Linked DNA regions of Oryctolagus cuniculus: region 1 is linked to region 2. The links are chromatin contacts, called in public Micro-C maps. All regions are on one chromosome and are shown on one strand. Each heading gives the region's core, a stretch centred on a gene start, on an enhancer-like site or on the middle of the called end of the contact. The rest is flanking DNA. Distances are from core to core; before and after follow the strand shown.

The links. Hi-C and Micro-C count contacts between places; a contact is called where the count stands out from the background.
Region 1: a Micro-C map of ear pinna shows a contact between it and region 2, with 19 times the contacts expected there. The contact joins the promoter of CNNM2 here to the enhancer-like site in region 2. A contact is called at or near these places in 2 of 6 Hi-C or Micro-C datasets (ear pinna and an unstated tissue).

Annotation. Positions count from the first base shown.
Region 1 is chr15:27,089,239-27,093,735 of mOryCun1.1, forward strand. CNNM2 (cyclin and CBS domain divalent metal cation transport mediator 2) reads right to left here and starts at 2,108. Exons shown (of 8, transcript XM_008270433.4): 1 at 303-2,108. The coding sequence starts at 1,923.
Region 2 is chr15:26,758,123-26,762,366 of mOryCun1.1, forward strand. The region is part of intron 1 of NT5C2 (5'-nucleotidase, cytosolic II); the gene reads left to right. Among named protein-coding and RNA genes, the nearest start is that of INA, 30 kb to the left of the region's middle. Within about 2 kb of position 1,574, at least 2 of the 8 cell types and tissues checked have an H3K27ac peak or open chromatin away from gene starts, as enhancers often do. A contact at or near this core is called in ear pinna, where this site is marked.

The sequences.
Region 1 (4,497 bases), core at 858-3,357, 330 kb after region 2:
GGGTGCGGGGTTAGGGTATCACCGTGCACAGGAATCACCAAGCAAGGACGCGCCCGGCCGGCACTCTCGCGCCTTTGCGGACCAGTTCAATCCGTCCCCCCAATCCACGCCACCCTTTCAACTTCGCAACAAAGAGAGAAGGAGAAATTCCGGTCAACTCGCCTTGGGGGGTTGGTGTGAGGGTGGAGGACGCCAGTGTGTGTGTGTGTGTGTGTGTGTGTGTGTGTTTGGGGGTGGAGGTGGGGGGCGGGGATGGAGAGAGAAAGAGGAGCAAGCCAAGGAAAGAGACCAGAATCTCCCACCTTTCTTAAATTCCTCCAGCATAGCGTCCAATTTGGTGTCATTGAAAACAAAGTGCAAGGGGTGGTTATAAAACTTGGTGATGGTTTTCAGCGGAGTGCAGTCGTCCGGATCCACGAAGGCCAGGTCCTTGACGAAGAGCAGGTCCACGATGTTGGAGCGCTCGCCCTCGAACACGGGGATGCGCGTGTAGCCGCTCTCCATGATCTCCGACATGGTGTTGAAGTCCAGGATGGCCTCTCCGGTGATCATGAAGCAGTCGCGCAGCGGGGTCATCACGTCCTCCACCGTCTTGGTGCGCAGCTCCAGCGCGCCCTGGATGATGTTCAGCTCCTCTTTCACCAGGTCGTTGTAGGGGTCGGTGACCCGCAGCATCTCCAGCAGCTTCTCCCGGTTGTACACGGTGCCGATCTCCTGGCCCAGGACGCAGTCCAGCAGCTTGCTGACCGGGTACGAGGCCGGGAAGGTCATCATCATGAAGAACTTGGTGAGGAAGATGGTGTTGGCGCCGACGGCCAGGCCGTGCCGGGAGCAGATGGCCTGGGGCACGATCTCGCCGAAGATGACGATGCCGATGGTGGAGACCACCACGGCCACGAGGCCCGAGCCGGCGATGTCGTCCAGCAGGATGGTGAGCGTGGTGTTGACCAGCACGTTGCCCAGCAGCAGCGAGCACAGCAGGTAGTTGCCCTGCCGGCGCACGGGCTCGATGCGCTTGGCGTAGTTCTTCTCCTTCTCGGTGCCGCAGTTCTGCACGATGCGCAGCTCCATGGGGTCCAGGGCCATGAGCCCCAGGTTGAGGCCGCTGAACATGCCCGACAGGCAGAGCAGCAGCGAGATGAAGATCACCTGCAGCCAGAAGGGCAGCAGGAACTTCTTCTCCTCGCCCACGATCATCTTGGTGTCCTCGCCGTCGTGGTAGATCCAGGTGGTCTCGGCCCAGGGCGGCGGCGGCAGCCCGGCCACCCCCGCGCCGCCCTTGCCGCCGCCCTTGCCGCCCGCCGAGCCCGGGCCGCCGGCGCCCAGCGCGGGCGTGGAGAGCGACGTGCACAGGTAGTAGGACTTGCTCTTCTCCATCTTGCGCAGCGGCTTGATCTCGATCTCGATGATGCCAGACGTGCGGCGGTTGAGGATGATGTGCGGCAGGATGATGATGTCCGAGGTGCGGATGCCGCAGCGCTGGGGGCCGCTGTCCGGCTCCGGCGGCGCGGGGCCGCCCAGCCCGCGCTCGCCGGGGCTGTGGCGCTGCCGCTCGTGCTCGGTGAAGGCGATGCGGGACCACGTCTCGTTGTTGATGTTCTGCCCGTACACCCGCAGCTTGACCCGGGTGCGTTCGCTCACCCGCAGCGCCCCCCCTTCCATGAACGACACGTCGTTCGTGTCCTCCAGCCGCAGCCCGATGATCACGGTCTCCTCGCTCTCGCCGGCCGCGGCGCAGCCGCCCGCGCCGCAGCAGCAGCTCAGCAGCAGCAGCAGCAGCAGCCGCGCCGCCGCCGCCTGCAGGACCCCCCGGTCGCGGGCGCTGGGGCTGCGGCGCGCCGCCATCTTCCAAGTGGGCAGTGCGGCGGCTGCCTGCCCGCCCGCCATCTTTACTTCGGGTTCACAAGCGCCACAGCCAATCATAGGGTGGCTGCTCCAGCTGCGGCCTCATCCTTCTACCCGGCGGCGCGAGCACAGGCACCGGCCCCGGGGCGAGACTGCAGCGGAGCGTCAGCGCCCAGTGCTTATCAGTCCGCCTCCCTGACTGACACTGATTCGGCCGCAGCCAGCGGAGAAACCCCGAGGCTCGCGGGCAGGGGGGGGTGGGGGGCGGGAGTGAGAAGGAGGGGCGGGCTCGCCGCTCCCGCGAGAGGCAGGTCAGCCAGCCAATCACGAGCGGGAGCCCGCCCTCACAGCCAGGGGGCTGGAATGGGGGCGTGGCCGCACGCAGTGCTGTGGGCCAATAGCAAGGTAAGTGGGTGGGGCGAGGAGGGCCACGGTCCTCCTCAGCACGACAAGTTTCCTACTGAAAGGCGCGTGACTCTTGTGTATGTGCGAGGGGAGGAGGCGTGGCCGGCCGGGACGCGAGAACCAGTCAGAGATGAGAACCGTAGGGGAGGGGGCGGGGCCTCCCGCCCGGCTGCCAATGGAAAGGAGCTGTCCGAGGGTCCGGTTCTCCCTGAGGGGGCTCGGTAGTAGATCCCCGCGCCCGGCTGGGCCGGGTGGGGCCAGAGCCCCGCAGCGGGAGGCCGCCCTTTCGGCGGCACAGCCTTGCCGGTTCCGTAGAGCTCTATGCGGGGGCCGCAAAGACTGCACCCTCCGGTCCCGGTACCCCGAGAAGCCGACTAAGCACGGCTTAGGCGCCACATGGCCTAAAAAGAAGACCGGGCACCAGCCATGCCCCCACCCGCCCGCTACTCGTGCGCGCCGCTCTGCGGGAGTCAGCGGCAGCCAGGCGGCCCCGGCACCGAGGCAGAGCGGCTCTCAGACCGCCCGCCGCTTCGCGGAGCAGCGCGCTCTCTGCGGTCACGTGGCGCCACCTGCCGGCGCTGTGGGCGCCCTGCAACACTTTCCAGATGGGCTGCCCACCCCAACAGGTGTGCGGGAATCCAGACTAGGGGCGTTACTTGTTGGTCCTAAGAATTCCCATGTGGTCTTGCTGGAAGGACTGTATACACGTATTCGCTGTATCCCATCCATGTGAAATAGGAAACGCCCAGAACTTGCGTTCCTAACAGGCTATCAGGCAAGTTTGGAAAAGGAGTGGAATTTTTTTTTTTTTTTTTTTTTTTTTTTTTTTGACAGGCAGAGTGGACAGTGAGAGAGAGAGAAAAAGGTCTTCCCTTTGCCGTTGGTTCACCCTCCAATGGCCGCCATGGCTGGCGCGCTGTGGCCCGCCGATCTGAAGGCAGGAGCCAGGTGCTTCTCTGGTCTCCCATGGGGTGCAGGGCCCAAGCACTTGGGCCATCCTCCACGAGGCAGACATCTTAAAAAGGTCCATAAAAGTTCCTGGGTTTCCCGCCCCCAGAGGCAGAGAGGCAGAGAGGGGGCTCCCATCCGCTGGCTCACTCCCCAAGGGCTGGCACGGCCAAGGCTGAGCTAACCCTAGGCCAAAAGCTGAGAACTGAGTGAGAGACCAAAGTACCTGAGCCATAACCTGCTGGCTCCAAGGACGCGCATTAAAAAGAAGATGGGCTGGAAGCAGTGACTGAGACACTTGGACATGGGGTGCAGGCACCCAGACCCCCGAGGTCCTGACCACTAGGCTGAACACCTGCCCCAGGCTCATTTTAAAGCACACTGACCAAACCCTGCCAGCATGTTTCTAGCAGAAAAAAAAATTTTTTCTAGAGACCCAACTGTCCAGAACTCACAAACCCACTGGGAACATGCAGTAGCAGAGTAGCTGCCGAACTGCTCTTTTTCTCTCAATGTAAATATTCAAAAAATAATTAGCTCCTTGCCTTTTATTTATTTATTTATTTATTATCTATTTTTGTATTCCACAGGCACATTCTCCTCCCTTTTTGTAAACACATCAATCCTTTCTGAAGAATTTCGAGTCTGGTTCATTTCTGGGATGGCTGCAGTGGTCTCTCCTCTCCTACACCTGTTCTCTCTGCTCCCCAGCCTAGCACCCGGGCTATCGTGAAACCAGGGGCTGCCTTGTTCGACACCCTCTGCTTGTTCCGTCTCATCACAGGAAAGGCCAGAGCCCCTTCAGTGTCCCACAAGGCTCTGCAGGAACCGCTCCGCCCCCTGCTGCCCACGGGCTTTTGCCTCCTGCTTCCAGGCACACCGGAGCACAGTCCCGGGGGCCCAGGCACCGCCCGCAGGACACAGGCCAACTGCCCGCCCGTGGCCACCTCATTTTAAAACCCTGAAAACACTCCCTGTACCCCATCTCTGCTTTGTTTTTCCTCAAAGATCACTTTCTAATATACTATGTAAACTGTGCATCTGGCCCACCCCCATCTCCAGCCATGGGTAGGAAGTCTGTTTTGTTTACTATTCACCAATAGTGTGAATTCAAAATAACATTTGTAAAATGTTAAAAGAAAAGAAAATGAATTTTTATTTATGGGACCGGCACTGTGGCATAGTGGGAAAAGCCACCACTTACAGTACCCGCATCCCCTGTGAGCTCTGGTTCAAGTCCTGGCTGCTCCACTTCCCATCCAGCTCTCTGCTGTGGCCTGGGAGAGCAGTAGAAGATGG
Region 2 (4,244 bases), core at 324-2,823:
AAAATAGTGGTTAAAATATTAATTTTACATAGTGTGTTACCACAATTTTTAATTTTTTAAAAGAATTTATTTTACTTGGAAGGCAGAGACACTGAGCGAGGGAGACAGACAGACAGAGGTCAGCCTTGGCATCAAGTACTTCAGCCGTCACCTGCTGCCTTCCCTTGGTGTGCATTAGCAAGAAGCTGTATCTAGGCACTCTGATACGGGATACCAGCATCCCAAGTGGCATCCGAACCACTGTGCCAAATGCCCTTCCCAGTATTACCTCAATTTTTTTTAAATGACAACTACTATGTAACATTTAAGAACAATACTTAATGTTAGTAGTGGCCTTTTCCAAGTACTTACAGACCTATTATGCATTTAATTCTTTTTCTTTTTTTATTTGACAGATAGAGTTAGTGAGAGAGAGAGACAGAGAGAAAGGTCATCCTTCTGTTGGTTCACCCCCCAAATGGTCACCACGGCCAGCACTGTGCCCATCCGAAGCCAGGAGCCAGGTGCTTCCTCCTAGTCTCCCTTGCAGGTGCAGGGGCTCAAGCACTTGGGCCATCCTCCACTGCCTTCCCGGGCCACAGCAGAGAGCTGGACTGGAAGAGGAGCAACCAGAGCTAGAACCCAGCGCCCGTGCGTTTAATTCTTACAACTTCCAATTGAAGTAGGTTCCGTATTATTCCCATTCAGCAAGTAATTCCTTCACTTGGTCAGTGCCTACCCCATCCCCCACCCCCAACCCCAGGGAGGGCTGGCAGCCGCGCAGCAGGGGCCTGGCTAGCTGGCACGTGGAGTGTGACCACGAGGGAAGCCCAAGTGCTTCAAGCTGACTGACCCGGAGCGTGACCAGCTGCACTTTCTTGGGCGTGTTACTTAATCTCTCCCAGCCTCCATTTTTTTTTTTTTATTTGTGGAATAAAGATAATAATAGTTCTTACTTCATGGGGTTGTTGTGATGAGTGAATGAGATAATTATAAATGTAAAATGCTCAGCACAGCACAGTGCCTGGCCCATGGTCATGGCTGCTGTTATTCCTGCACACGGTAGGGTGCTCAGGACACAGCCCTGGCCCTCCTGTACGAAGCCCTGGCCAGCTGGGCCCATGGGAGAGGAGGCTCTTGGAATCCAGCTCCATCGTTTCAGAGGAGGAAGCCAAAGCCCAAGAAAGGGAACAGTTCTCCGCACAGTCACCTCCTCCTGTCAGTCAACCAGGCTGTGATCCTGAGAGGCCTGTGTGGCTGGTGAGAGTCCCCCTCCCCCGCCAGGAGGGAGTCAGGCCAGCTCCGGGGCCCTCCCCAGGAGGACAGGCCGTCACCTGTCCACCGCAGCCTGGGCGCCGCCCACCTCCGCCCTCTTCCTGTAGGAGTGGCCCAGAGAACCTGGGAGACCAGCACTCTGTTTGGCCTCTGGCCTCTGGGGCGGGGGTGAAGGGAGGGCGGGGAGACGAAGGGTCCCGGGCACCTTGCCATTGCTGTGCCTTTGGTTAATATTTATTCTTTCTCCTTCCTCGGCCTGGAAACCACAGGAAAGCCAGCAGCGGCTTGTGAAACAGAGCCCTGGGGGCCGTGGCGAGCTGGTTCCTGTGGGATGACTCAGCAGTGTCCTGGGCCTGGATTTACGCAGTCCCTGGGGTGGGGTGTGGCTTCCATGGCTGTGATGAGGACCACACCATTCGTCTCTTGGGGGAATCTGTCTCCTGGGAGCCTGGGGGTGTCCTGGCAGCCCCCAGCTCATGAGCGGGCACCACTTGCAGGGCCCTTGCTGTGATCTCTTGGTATGAAGAGACCCCTGGTGTCTTGCCTGGAAGTGGAGACCCTCTCCCTCCCCAGGACCCCATCAGTACCGCCTCAGCCTGGACTTTCTGGGAAGGCGCTTGTAAACTGAGCCCTTGGTTCCTTAGCACAGAACAGCTCCCCGATCACAGCCCTATCCTTACTGCCAGCGAGCACCCTGTGCGCTTGCCCGGGCCTGGGGACCACCTTCCTCAGAATCAGTGAGGACAGGTTCCTGGACCACAGAACTACTGGATCAACAGCCGGCAGGACCTGGGCACCTGCACTGGGTGACGGCGTGGCTGATTGTTGTGCGACTGCAGAGGCTGCTCTGCCGAGGCAGGGCGTCCAGTTTCCCGACCACGACCGGGAGCTACGTGCACCAGCCTGCCTTCCTTGGGTCCTTCCCAGCATTCCCTTCTGACACTTCCCAGAGGACACTTGTTTCTCGGGCCAGCTCCTCTGTGCCACTTCCCCTGCCCTGTCCAGCCAATCCCACTGTCTTGTGCTGGACTTGCTCATCTGACTCCTTCCCTTGTGAGCTGCACCGGATGGGTGTTTCATTCTTTCACACACACCCCAAAATACTTTGCAGGAAGAAGGATTTTATTTTTTAAAAAAGATTATTTATTGTATTTGAAAGGCAGAGTTACAGAGAGAGAGGCAGAGAGAGATCTTCCATCTGCTGGTTCACTTTCCAAGTGGCCATAATGGTGTATGGATACAGTGGCCCAACCACCTGGGCCATCTTCCTCTGCTTTCCTGGGGCATCAGGGAACTGGATCAGAAGTGGAAAAGCTGGGACCCAAACTGGTGCTCATATGGGATGCTGGCGCTCAGACAGTGGCTTAACTCGATATGCCACGGTGCTGGTCCCAGGAAGAAGGCATTTAATGTATGTTTGTTGAGTGAGTGAATGATTGGAGACAGGGTCCCAGTCTAAATCATACAAATAGATTAGACTCATTGTGTAGCTGACACATACATTTATCACACAGGCTCCAGCTTCACAGTCTGTGACTAGGTCTAATGCTTGGTCTTCTCTTTGGAAGCTCTGGGTCTATATTTTGGTAAGAGGTGTTTGGTTAGCTATGTGTTAAGACTTAGATATACTTAATTTATAATTTTTTTTATTTTTTTAAAGATTTGTTTATTTACTTGAAAGGCACAGTTACACAGAGGCAGAGAGAGAGAGAGAGAAAGAGAGCTGAGAACTCAATGCAGGTGGCTGGGATCCAACTCGTGGACAGCCATCACTTGCTGTCTCCTCGGGTGCACATGAGCAAGAAGCTGGAGTGGTGAGTGGAGCCAAGAGTTGAACCCAGGTACTCCCAAATGGAATGCATAGTCTTAACTGGCATCTCAACCACTTGGCCAAACGTCTGACCTTTGAAAGTCCCAGAATGTATCTGTGGTGGGAGGTCAAGGAGCGGCTTCCTTTTGATCTGTTTGAGGCTGGAACCTGCCTAACGTTCTCTGCACCCTAGACCTCTTCCTAAGGATTATCGGTTTTGGAATCTCTGACCTTCAAACTCCAGTGATGTAAATGCCACTTCAGCGAGGCACACCCTGGACCTTGTCATGGCTGCCGCAGCCCAGAAATGCCGGCACACCGGTCTCTGGCCAGAGCTTCCTTGCCTTCAGCTGGCTCACTTCCCCGACACCAGCTCACAGCTCTCTGATGTCATGGTTGCCCTGGATTCCTCTTCCAGACCCCAGCAGTCTTGCAAGTGCTCTTCAGAGCATGGCTTCCCAAGAAAGGAGGCCCTGCGTGCCACCCGTGACTCAGCCTGTTGTGGCCCTGCCCCTCCTGTGGCGCCTGCCCAGGCCTCCTTGCAGCAGCCTCATTGCAAAACACGGTGGGCAGTTTTCAGTTGCTGTTTGCACTTGGTATGGCGTCTGACACAGCTAAGTTTCTACGTGAATCTCCGTTCTTCCATTGTTTGCAGGGCAGTCTCCCTGCTGTCTGTTTTTTGGGAGATCTCCCTATTCCCAAATGTCAGTAGTCATGCTTTTTCTTCTCTGGTCCTTTTCTCTTCTTTTCGTTCTCTTTGTCCTAGTTCACACAGTCTGACATATACCGATTGCTATTCCAGACGCTTGGCATCTCTGAGCCTCAGTAAAATGGGAGTTACCATGGAATCATAACACATGGCAGATGAGGGCCCAGCAAGTGCCTAGCAAAAAGTAGAGGCTCACTGAACACTGGTACTCTGTATTGTTGCTGGTAATAAAAGGAAATCTTTATCTCCAACCTAAAGATTTCTCTCTGTATTATTAAACTTGAAATGGTAAATTTGGAATAGTCCCAAAGTAGACAGAATTGCATAGAATTCCACAGAGTTGGGGCAGGTGTCGTGGTACAACAGTTAAGCTGCCATGTGGGATGCCTGCATCCTATCCGAGGGCCTGAGTTTGAGTCCTGGCTCTGCTTGCCATCCAGCCTCATGCTGTTGCCTATCCTGGGCAGCTGG